Linked DNA regions of Mus musculus: all the other regions are linked to region 1. A link is a contact called in public capture Hi-C and promoter capture Hi-C data. All regions are on one chromosome and are shown on one strand. Each heading gives the region's core, a stretch centred on a gene start, on an enhancer-like site or on the middle of the called end of the contact. The rest is flanking DNA. Distances are from core to core; before and after follow the strand shown. Region 1 has its middle 32 kb from the start of Gm39834. Region 2 overlaps Ly75 (lymphocyte antigen 75). Region 3 holds the start of Ly75 (lymphocyte antigen 75).

Evidence for each region. Promoter capture Hi-C pulls out the DNA fragments that hold promoters and counts their contacts. Capture Hi-C pulls out chosen DNA fragments and counts their contacts.
Region 2: a capture Hi-C map of embryonic stem cells shows a contact between it and region 1, with 5 times the contacts expected there. The contact joins two enhancer-like sites. A contact is called at or near these places in 1 of 115 datasets of contacts at active chromatin or transcription factors (embryonic stem cells) and 1 of 9 other capture datasets (embryonic stem cells).
Region 3: a contact with region 1 is called in a promoter capture Hi-C map of embryonic stem cells, with 3 times the contacts expected there. The contact joins the promoter of Ly75 here to the enhancer-like site in region 1. A contact is called at or near these places in 4 of 39 promoter capture datasets (the 3T3-L1 cell line, the SN4741 cell line, embryonic stem cells and 1 more), 1 of 115 datasets of contacts at active chromatin or transcription factors (epiblast stem cells) and 1 of 9 other capture datasets (embryonic stem cells).

Annotation. Positions count from the first base shown.
Region 1 is chr2:61,400,656-61,404,170 of GRCm38.p6, forward strand. No RefSeq gene overlaps it. Among named protein-coding and RNA genes, the nearest start is that of Gm39834, 32 kb to the left of the region's middle. Within about 2 kb of position 1,681, at least 177 of the 459 cell types and tissues checked have an H3K27ac peak or open chromatin away from gene starts, as enhancers often do. A contact at or near this core is called in the SN4741 cell line and embryonic stem cells, where this site is marked.
Region 2 is chr2:60,315,339-60,318,853 of GRCm38.p6, forward strand. It overlaps Ly75 (lymphocyte antigen 75), which reads right to left. Exons shown (of 35, transcript NM_013825.4): 26 at 2,970-3,135; 27 at 751-918. Among named protein-coding and RNA genes, the nearest start is that of Cd302, 33 kb to the left of the region's middle. Within about 2 kb of position 1,958, at least 5 of the 459 cell types and tissues checked have an H3K27ac peak or open chromatin away from gene starts, as enhancers often do. A contact at or near this core is called in embryonic stem cells, where this site is marked.
Region 3 is chr2:60,381,439-60,384,953 of GRCm38.p6, forward strand. It overlaps Ly75 (lymphocyte antigen 75), which reads right to left and starts at 1,835. Exons shown (of 35, transcript NM_013825.4): 1 at 1,700-1,835. The coding sequence starts at 1,793.

The sequences.
Region 1 (3,515 bases), core at 431-2,930:
ATAGACTCTGAAGGAAGGACTTAAAAGAAAAGAAACGACATTCCCAGCAAGTATCTGGTAAACCATGGCATACTTGCCAAGAAGAAATTTCATTTTGAGGTCATAAATGCCCAGATTGATCTAATCTTTATTCAAAACAAACTTCTAAGAAGAAGTTTAAGTGAACTTAGATCCTTAACAAAGGAGCCATTTCCCACTGAGAGGACTTAGATTGGGGCTTCTCCAGTTATCCTCAGCAGCCTCCAATTAGTCTAATCTCTGTAGGACGTGATCTCCGCCCAAGGCATTTGGGGGAGAAGGGTAAACACTGCCTTCTTTCTGGTCGCAGTAACAATTTTGAAATACTAACAGATAGATTATCCTTGTGCTTTTATCTTTCACCTTCCACCCCAGCTGCTTTGCACTCTTAGCCAGAGAGAGGGAGAAGGGAAGGGGAAAGAAGGGGGGAGAGAGAGAAGAAGAAGAGGAGGAGAGAGGAGAGAAGTGGGGAAGGGGGGGTAGGAGAGGCGCCACAAGGGGAGAGAGATGGTTGTTTTGTAGTACAAGATGGATGGGGGAGGGGAAACTTTGACTTTGAAAACTCCAAGTGGAAATTTTGAAAAAAGATAGGGAACGATTCTTAAGTTGCCCTCATCTTTAAAGATGTTGCACTAGATTAAGATGCCTAACATCATACAGTCTTCTATCTAGAACCACCCCCCCCCTTTTTTTTTCAAAACAAATGGTATGTTTCCTGGGGGCTTGGCTTCTCTGCAATTGTGTAGCCCTTGGTAGAATGACGTACTAGAGCCTTGGCCTCTCCTTTTCTTTATCATTAAGTGGGTACCAAATATGCTTCATTGATAAGGGCTTAATATTTTGTTATCTCTCCATTGAACCAAAATTCAAGGCGATGAATGCTTCAGCATATTCTAGAGTTCAAAATGTAAAGCCCAACAATTTTATCTAGTCTCATGACCTTAGTTTCCACGTATAAAGGCAAAAACCTCCAGCAAAGGGATGTTGTGTCTGCCTCAGACAGTGGTGGTGAAGGTTAAATTAGATACTGCTGAGGCATTTGCCACGGTGGGGGTGGGGGAAGTTGGCTCAGAGGACATAAGCACTACTGGTTTATTGGTGACAGAATGTCACATAAGAGCCCTCGTGTGCTTGTTTTCAATAAGTCTTTTCTGGCTAGTTAAACAACCCTATTTTAAGAGTCCCCAAAGTTAGGCATATACACGCCTCTTCCCTCTCTCTCCCCGCCAACACCTCACAATGACAGGGTCAAGAGACCGCCTTTGGTATATGCTGCCCCAAACCGACTCTTCTAGTCCCTGCTAATAAAATGTAAAGAATGTGATACAACAGGCGTCCCGAGTTAGGAGACGGAGGGAGGCTGCCAGAGATGTGGTCCCAGTGGGCTCTCAAAACCTCTAGTATTCAGTTTATCTTGGGTAAAGCCTTTGTTAGAATTAAAGAAAAAAAAAAAAAAAAGGCAGGCTGTTGCAAACCAGCTTCTCGGTAAGCTATAGTCGCTTCCTTGGCTACCCGCGACATGGGAATAATCGTTCAACTAGTCCCATTTCTATTGCGACTGGAAACAGGAAACGAATAAGGTACAGTCTTAAACAAAAACAAAGAGACTGAAAGACAAACCAGATTGTCCCAGGGTTCAGGAGAGGTTTGTGCTAAGTGTTAGAAGGTTCAGATCTGGTGGATCCTCCCCCACTTTCTGCCATTCCAGAAATTCCTTAGGGGGGGAGGTGAGGCGGGGGGGTGGGGGGGGGGGGGGGAAACGAAGAGCTGTTCTAAACTGCACAGCACTGCCATCTTCAGGGCCAACGGGGAAAATATTTTCCGGGTCAGTCAGACAAATCATCGTCCTGAATGCTTCATTTAAATATAATCAAATGCTTAAAACTTTGACAAGCATACAGTCTGTAACAGATTTTCTTTTTCTTTTAGCGTTTTCCATGTTTGGAATGTCAAAGGACACATTTTGGGGGGGGGAGGAGTCTGTGTATGTGATATATGAACATTAAAAATACGTATTTGCCAATTGAAAGTTATTTTCAACTGGAAAGATTAACTAGCTTACACTACACTGCCAGGTGATGGAGCAAAACAGACGCAAACATAGTGTTCTGAAATTTTTTTTTCCGTAAAAAGAAGAAAGGATGAATGTAATGGTTCCACAGTGCCGTTTGAACAGATGGTGTGATTAACAACTAGTGTGTTAGCCGTCTCAGGAGCTCACCGAGAGTAAACAAATGCAACGGGAAAATCACTTTCCTCCCCAAAGAGTTTTTAGTTCATTTTATTACGAAAATTTGGAAGTCTGCATTTTGAAAGCTGAGTATCCTTAGAGGATACTGGGAATAAGAAGGGAGGGAGGAGTTTCTGGAGGAAGACTCAGAAAGACTATTCTCTTCCTGATGAAGAATGCCGAAGCTCTCACAGAGCTGAGATGGGGGTAGTCTGGGCTGCGGCTGTCATCGGGATGCTGGAGGTGGGTGGTGCATGGTCCTACACACAAGCCATAAAATAAAAAGGTCAGATTCTCTTCCCGGCTCTTGTCCTTGCTCTCTCTGGACTGCGGTTTCTTTTGTTTGAAAATCTGAAGGAAAACCAGACCAACTGAACAGCTGTGTTTCAGAAACTTTAATGTGCACCTGGGGATCTCATTAAGATGCAAATTCTAACCTGGGGTAAGGTAAGGTCCAGGCTTTGAAATTCTTACAGACTCCTAGGTAATGCTGATGCTGCTGATCCATGGCCTGCGTTTACCACCTGGCCTCTAAGAGCCTTCCAGTGGTGGTGCTCTAGCATCCCATAATAGGTGATGCAAAGCTAGCTGATAAGAGGCAGAGTCTGCCTTCCTAAGCCCGACTCAGAACTACTTGTGGATAAAAATACCTAATAAATATATCACACGTTGCACTGATTTTTTTAAAGACCTTTTTTTTTTAAGTATTTTTCTATGGGAAGGTATTTCGCGTGAGTAGAGTGTGCAAGGACCAGAAGAGTACACACGAGGTGGAGTTATATATAGTAGTCATGAGCTGTCATAGTGGGTGCTATGAACTGAACTCAGGTCCTCTCCTCAGCAAGGTCAGAACACCCTGCTGAGCCATCCCTCTTGCATGGGTTTTAAAAGTAAATCACTTAGGTTGTCTGTTTTCTTTTAATCTGCTAGAGAATTAATCTGGAAGGGACCCCAAACCACAGCCACAGCCCATACATTATATTATATATTATGGGGATGAGATGATCAAGAGTCTGAGATGGAGCATCAGACAGCATCTGCATAGTCAACATCAATCCCAAGACTGCGGGGGATTTTAAAATGTCACTTTAGGAAAGGCACTGGAATCAGAATAGAACGTCTTGGGGGAAAATATCTATAAAATGCATATCAGGCTCATATCCAGAAAACATGAAGAATTTTCAAACCCCAATAGTATGAAACCAGCCTAGACCAGTGAGACAGTCTGTGGGCAGGGGTACTTGTCACCAGCCTAACTGACAGACAA
Region 2 (3,515 bases), core at 708-3,207, 1.1 Mb before region 1:
ACAAGGATGCTCCAAAGATCCTGTTGGTTCATTTTCTGTTGGCATCTACTGCTGGACCTGCAGTCTGCCTTTAAGAGTTAGCTGGTTTCCCCAGTGAGACTCCCTTGGAGAAATCTAAGTTTTCATCTGTAAGTGGTTATCAATTAGATAGCTCCTGCGTTAGGGATGGGAGTGTGTATCTGCTTTTCCTTTTGGCTCTAGGACGCCATCAGGCCCTGTGTCTGCCACCTCAGTCTCTGTGAGCTCAAATGTTATGCCAGCATTTTTTAAATTTCTCTCAATGTACTTTGATACAGAGGATACACAGGTTAGTGTCTCTCAAACCTTACCCTATCTTTTTTTTTTTTTCTTCTTCTTTTAAATAAGGAAACAAGTGTTTCCTAAGGCACAGCACATTTTGGAGGATAATGACATAATGCTTCTCATAGGACCTCTGCACATAGCTCCTGGTCCCTTCTGTCCCATTATTCACAAGTTACAGACCCTCAGGGTTTTACTGGGAATCGCTCCAGGTCTGAGACCAAGGTCCATCTCTTTGACCTTGGCTCCAATTAGTGGTGTAACTGAGTTTCCTGCCACACGGGGTGACCTGTTCGTCTTCGGTCAGTCTAGGCTGCTTTGGGACCACTTCTCTGTTCTCTACTGTGAGAACTAGGAGAGGTCATCACCAGTGCTACCCTGGGGATGGATCTTCATACCAGGTGATGAGTGTATCGTCCCGATACACGATGGCAGTGGGACATTACTTACGCAGCTTCTCGCACGTGGACTGCACTTCCTCCGGTGTGACTGTCTTATGCCTGTTGTTGGTAATCATGAAATTGTAGCAGGAGTTCTGGAATGGTATCCATGGGGTGCTCTGTACAGGAGACGGGCATTTAGCAGTGTCCAGTGCTCTGACCTCCTCCTCAGTCTCATCTGGGGGAAGAAAAGTTAATGGTAAGAACTCTAATTTCGGATGTAAATGTTAAATCCTGTTCACAGTCATTAGACTTGATTTGTGGGAAATATGAAGGAAGTGAGGAAGTGACAGCCTTGTTCTGTTTACACTTGAATATAGCATGAAGCATGCTGGCTCTCTGTGGTGAGGAAATTATCTGACATAATTTTCTTACTCCTGCTGTGGAGTGGAGGAATGTGAAAAAAAAAGAGGCGTTTTTAGGTTACATGAGTTTCTGTCTTCCTGTTTTATTAAATGTCAAGTGCCAGGAGCCTCCTCAGAGGGACTCTATAAACATATTAATTAACAATAGGCATCTAACTGCAACCGTGAGATTCACTCTCACATTTCTGCTTACTGATTTCTCTAATTTTAATGAAATAACTTCAATGAAATAGTTATTCTTTTAACAAAATTAAACAGAAATATCATTTAGAAAATGGCCTTTAGAATATCTCATTTTTTTTATTCTATGAAAGTAATATATTCAAGAGGATGCAAGTATAGATACGCTAAAGTCAAAATAATTCAGATTCATTATGTCTTAGAGACTATCTGGCATTTTCCTCCCATTTAGCAGCAAACCCCTTTGTCTCAGAAACAGTGTGTTCTTTTTACCACAAACCCAAGAATGTGGGCCCCTGACAGGGCTGGGGATTGCATATTCTCAGGCTGAGGCCAATGGATTCTAGGAGCTTGAAAGGTTGGATTCAGATGTCATACACTCACCTCATTGATAGGCAGAAGAGAGAGTTGCAGAGCAGCCATGTTCTGCTACTGGGCAGAAAGGGCAGAAAGTTCACAAGGGGCAGAGTGCAGACACAGAGAGAGGCAGAAAGGACAGGCGCACACATGGTACATCTCTGGGTTTCTGTTTTCTTGTTGGTGTCAGGAGATTTTTTTGGTTTGTTTTATTTTGTGTTTTGAGATAGCGTCTTGCTATCTAGCCTTGACTGGCCTGGAATTTCCTTTGTAGACCAGGCTGGCCTCACGCTCATAGAGAGCTGCTTGCCTGAGGCTCCCTAGTGCTGGGTGTCTGAAGCCCATTTCCGGGTGGTTGAGTTCCATCTTTGTTTGCAGGGTGGTTTTCTAAATTCCCTTCTGACTGAAGCTGCCTCAAGTGAGTGCAGCTCCCCATAATCAACTGAGCCTTTGTTTGTTTCTGAGACAGGGGCTTGCCTGGCAGCCCAGGCTTGGCTGAGCTTTGCCTGGTCTTCTGCTCCACCTCTGAGTGTTGTCCTTAAAGGTATGTGCCACCATGCCTGGAATTTTAACAGTGGCTCACGATGTTAGTCATTGATGTTAAGGATTAATTAAGGCCAGGCGGTGGTAGTGGCGCACGCCTTTAATCCCAGCACTCGGGAGGCAGAGGCAGGCGGATTTCTGAGTTCGAGGCCACCCTGCTCTACAAAGTGAGTTCCAGGACAGCTAGGGCTACACAGAGAAACCCTGTCTCGAAAACAAAACAAAACAAAACAGAATTAATTAATAAAGAGTTTCCATAAGTTAGCTTTGTAAGTATATAAAAGTAAAACTATATGTGACATGAGGCAGAACGGGACTGTATATGTCCATCAATGTCAATTAACATAGTCAGCTGGTATACAAAAGACAAACTCCAAAGTAAGAACTAAGGACAAAGCAATCCATAATCAACAATTATGAATACAAATCCTTGCACCAGTTCTGTTGGGGAAAAAAATGACTATGGTGGGAACTGGGGGTAGCTCTGTGGTTAAGAGATGTCTGCTCTCACCGAGGACCTGATTTGATTCCCAGCACCTATATCGTGGCTCACAACACGTGTGACTCCAGTTCTAGGATTGTGACGTCCTCTTCTGGCTTGATGGACACTAGGCATGCACGAGGTGCACAGCCACGTGTACTACCCAAACACGCAATAATGATACACTATGATAATGACTTTCTTATAATCCCCTAATACAAAATAAGAGTTTGCAAAACCAAACAGACACAGTTTTACTACTCCGGATGGGTAAGGGGATGGAAACAGTTGCAATCCACATACTTCCTGGATAGTAGCAAATGGCGCCAGGCTGGTTATCATCACAGTCAGCTGTTTTCCAGAATCCATCTGTGTCTAATATCACGCAGTCATCAAGTTGCTCATTGCTTCCAGCCCAGTTACTAAATTGAAGACGTTTCCCATCTGACCAACCAAAGTTGAGTTCATCCTATGAGGTGTAGAAATTCATTTCAGAGACAACATTGACATTATTTCTCTATATTACTTTAACCCATGAGATCAAATGTTTATTAGTTGCATTATTTCTCTATATTACTTTAACCCATGAGATCAAATGTTTATTAGTTGCATTTTGTACTGTGTTAAGCATTGTCTTAAATGTTTGAATCCTTGTGACAACCATTTGAGAGGGCCCTCGTGTCCTTTCCACAGGTCACTGAGACTGAGTGAGTGTGGCTGAAACCCCGTTCATGTGATTAAACCCTAGACTCTGTGGCCCTAACTCTAATGCTGCTCACAGACATCAGAACTGTTTTTTGGAAACCAGAAAGCTAAAACGGAGCGAGGATCACTCTGTGTAGGGAGGAC
Region 3 (3,515 bases), core at 585-3,084, 1.0 Mb before region 1:
TACAGTGCACTCATATAAATAAAAATAATTAAATTTAAAAAAATAAAAAGAAGTGCAGAAGAAGGGATGGAAATGCCTGTGGGGAACATTGGTATGGGAACACACTTAAGCCTAACATTCTCTGCTTTGGGTCCCTGAGACAGGATGGGGTCTGTGGAGACTGTGGTGCTTCAGTCAGAGTTCCCATTGCTGTGATAAACACCACAACCCAAAGCAGCTTGAGGAGGAGAGAGTTTGCTTCAATTTACAGTTTCACAGCAGACTCTGTCATCAAGAAGTTAGGGCAGAAACTCAAGGCAGGAACGGAAACAGAGGCCATAGAGGATTGCCTTGCTTCCCATGGCTTGGCCAGTCTGCTTTCTTAGACCATCCAGGCCCACCTGTCCCTGGGTGGCCTCGCCCACAGTCTGCTGGGCCCTCTACAGACTTGCCTATAGGCCAATCTGATGGAAGAATTTTCCCAATCAAGGTTCCTCTACCAGATGACAGTAGCTTGTGTCAGGTTGATGACAAACAAACAAACAAACAAACAAAAAACCAACAGGGACATTTGGATATTAAGGGAATCTTAAAATTTGTGAAGGAAGCAAAACAGGACTCCCAGATGTAGGTAGAAACCAAGAGAGAAGTGATTGGAAGTTAGCATGCTCTCTGCTGTAAACTGCTGCAGGTAGAGTTTTCTCCTCGGATTATGCAACAGACAGAATTGAGCTCTCATATCACTAAAAGATTCTACTATATTACTTCCTTTGGTTGTTCCAGTGCAGAAGGTCAAAGGACCATTGAGAAGAGTCGGTCAAGACAGGACTCATTAAAGGGTAGGTTGATGACACCTAGTCTTGCAGAGCACTCTTTCCATAACTCTGGACACCATCTACATCAGAAAGTAAGTAAGCGTAGCTCCAAAGAAAGCCAGAGGCACACTCAGAACTTCCTAAAACACATCTTGACCACCTTTTCCTTCTTCACACCGGTGAGATAGCAGAAGTAGCTGGTGAATGTTTGCAGCCTATAGGCTGCCATTTATATAGTCCAGTTAAATAAAAAGGTCCTTGGCACACCTTTCGTTGAAGCAAAAAGAGAAAGTAAAAGCAAAACTCTAACTGCTAAGTGGGATGGTGCTGCTGGCACTACGTGAGCTTTACAGAAGGCATCCTTTCCCCACTGACAGGAAGTGACCTGCACTTCTGTTAGGGGCCAGCTGAGTTGGGGAGCATTTGGAAATAATAACCAGATTAGATGAGCCTCTGCTCATGGGGACTGGGAAGGGCATCCTAATACTCCTTCCTGGCTGACTTCTGGGGACAATGGTTGAACCTGATTTCCTTTTCCTTGCGTTAAGTGGGCACAGTAAAGTCGTGATGGCTGGGAGTCCTTGTGGTGTTGGGTGAAGGCTCATCATTGTCCCGGAGGTTCCAAGACGACCAAGGGGCGACAGGGATGTAAAAGGAGGTGGTGAACCTCAGGAAAGCATGATTTCAGGGGACAGTGGAGGACCAAGGGGCAGAAAAGTCTCTGGGAAAGAGCTGTGGGCCTCTTCTAGGCAGAGGGTCCCTCCGCACCACATGGCCTTGCCCGCTGCTCTCCTAGGCCAGACCTCCCTACTTGTCTGCTCCAGAGACACAGAGAGCAAAGCGATCGCGACCCGACCCGAAGGAGGCAAATGCTCAGAGCAGCAGCGTCGAGGTCGCCCGGTTACCTGAGCTCTCAGAAGGCTCCACAAGCCCGAAGGACCGCAGCAACAGCAGGAGTAGCCCCGCCGCCAGGCCCGGGGTCACCCGGCCCGTCCGCATCTCCAGTCCCAAGCCTCTCCTGCCCGCACCGGCTTCAGCGGTGAGCCCCGCCGGCCTCACCACGCCTCTGGGGCAACCTCTGAGGCGCGCAGACCCCGCCTCCGCCGCGCTCGGCCAATCAGAGCTCCGCTTTGGGTCCCGGGCCCAGCGGAGGCTTTGCAGGAGTCCCCACCCACCCAAGGCAGACCTCTGCGAAGGCTCGGGACCTCCAGAAGGCGGGAGGAGTGCACAGGACAACCACAGGGTTTGGGAGTCCACTCCCCATCTTCTTAAGCAAATTTGGGGAAGTGCGGCTCTGTCAGTGTAGCATTTGTCCTTCCTTGTAGAGAGACAAGGCGGTGAGCTAGGGCTTCGGACCTTGGCTGGTTGGAAATGTGCACACAACCACGTGGGGTCACTATGGACCGCGGGGTGGGGGGGTGGGGGTGGGGAGTGCACACTTGGATATGCGGTGACCTCAGTTGTGCTTAACAACATCATAGTCATTTTGGAAGTATGAGTAAAGGTGGAGTAAAGGAACGTTGGGGGGTTGACCTGAAATTGTCAACCCATATTAAACGTGACAGTTATTCCAGCAATTGTACTACTTTTAAGGAGATTTAACTATTGGACCTTTGCAGAGTTCTTTTTTTCCCCCCATTAATAATCTAGTAGTAACAATCTATTTGAAATGTGGAAGTCTGCACCCAGAATCTGAAATTCAAGCCCATTTATTCTGTCCCTTGGACAACGCTACCACAAATAGGACAAGTTCCAAACTAACTAACTTGCCTAGAAGTGAAAATTTTTTGAAATATTTATTGAGTATAGGGTACTTGAGATAGCTCTCATCCCTGTTCCTCAAAGGTGGCTATTATCCTCAGGATTTGTCTAGGTCTACTTTCCAAGTTCCAACTGCCCAGGTGGTTCTAAACTCATCCTGGTACCATACTTCTCCTCCCATGCTTTGGCCTTTGTGTTTAGTGGCTACACAGAGCACTTAGCATAGTAAAGAGGCACGCCTCGATTGCCTTCTGGCCTTATGGAAGAGTTGAAGCCTACACAATAACTTGGGCAAAGTGCACAGGAGGATCAGACAGAGCATCCAGAAAGGTAACTGCTCAACCGGAACTGGAGAGATGGCCGGGGTTTGGGGATGGGGGAGTAAAACAGAGGCAAAGAATGCAAAGTGAGCTTGGAGATCCAGTGTGACTGATAGTAGGAGAGAGAGAGAGAGAGAGAGAGAGAGAGAGAGAGAGAGAGAGAGAGAGAGAGGGATGGAGGGACAGAGGGAGAGAGAGAGAGAGAGAGAGAGAGAGAGAGAGAGAGAGAGAGAGAGAAGGGAGGGGGAGGAAGCAGTTTCGCGACCTTAAGATCCAGACAGTAGAAAGCATTAGCCCAGCACCTGCCGTTTCTGCAGCTGCAAGCCCTTGCTTTGGAGCCCACCTGACTTGAAGCTCCTTGAAGATGGTGGCTGTCTTTACAAAGATACTTTTTAACTTTAGGGGAGGGGTTTGAGGCTTTCAGGAGAGTTTCAAAGAAGACAATGACCCCCAAAGAAAGCTCCATCTAAGATAAAGCAAGTCCCTCTGCCCTGTGACCCTTGCTCTTTTAACACCAGTACCACCTTTCTCCTATTTTCATCAGCCTGACTGAACTGGTCTTGTCTGGTCCAGTCTCTCCCAAACTCACATTCAAAGCACTGCTTGAAGCAAAGGAGAAGCCAGCCTTTTCCAACTGAGT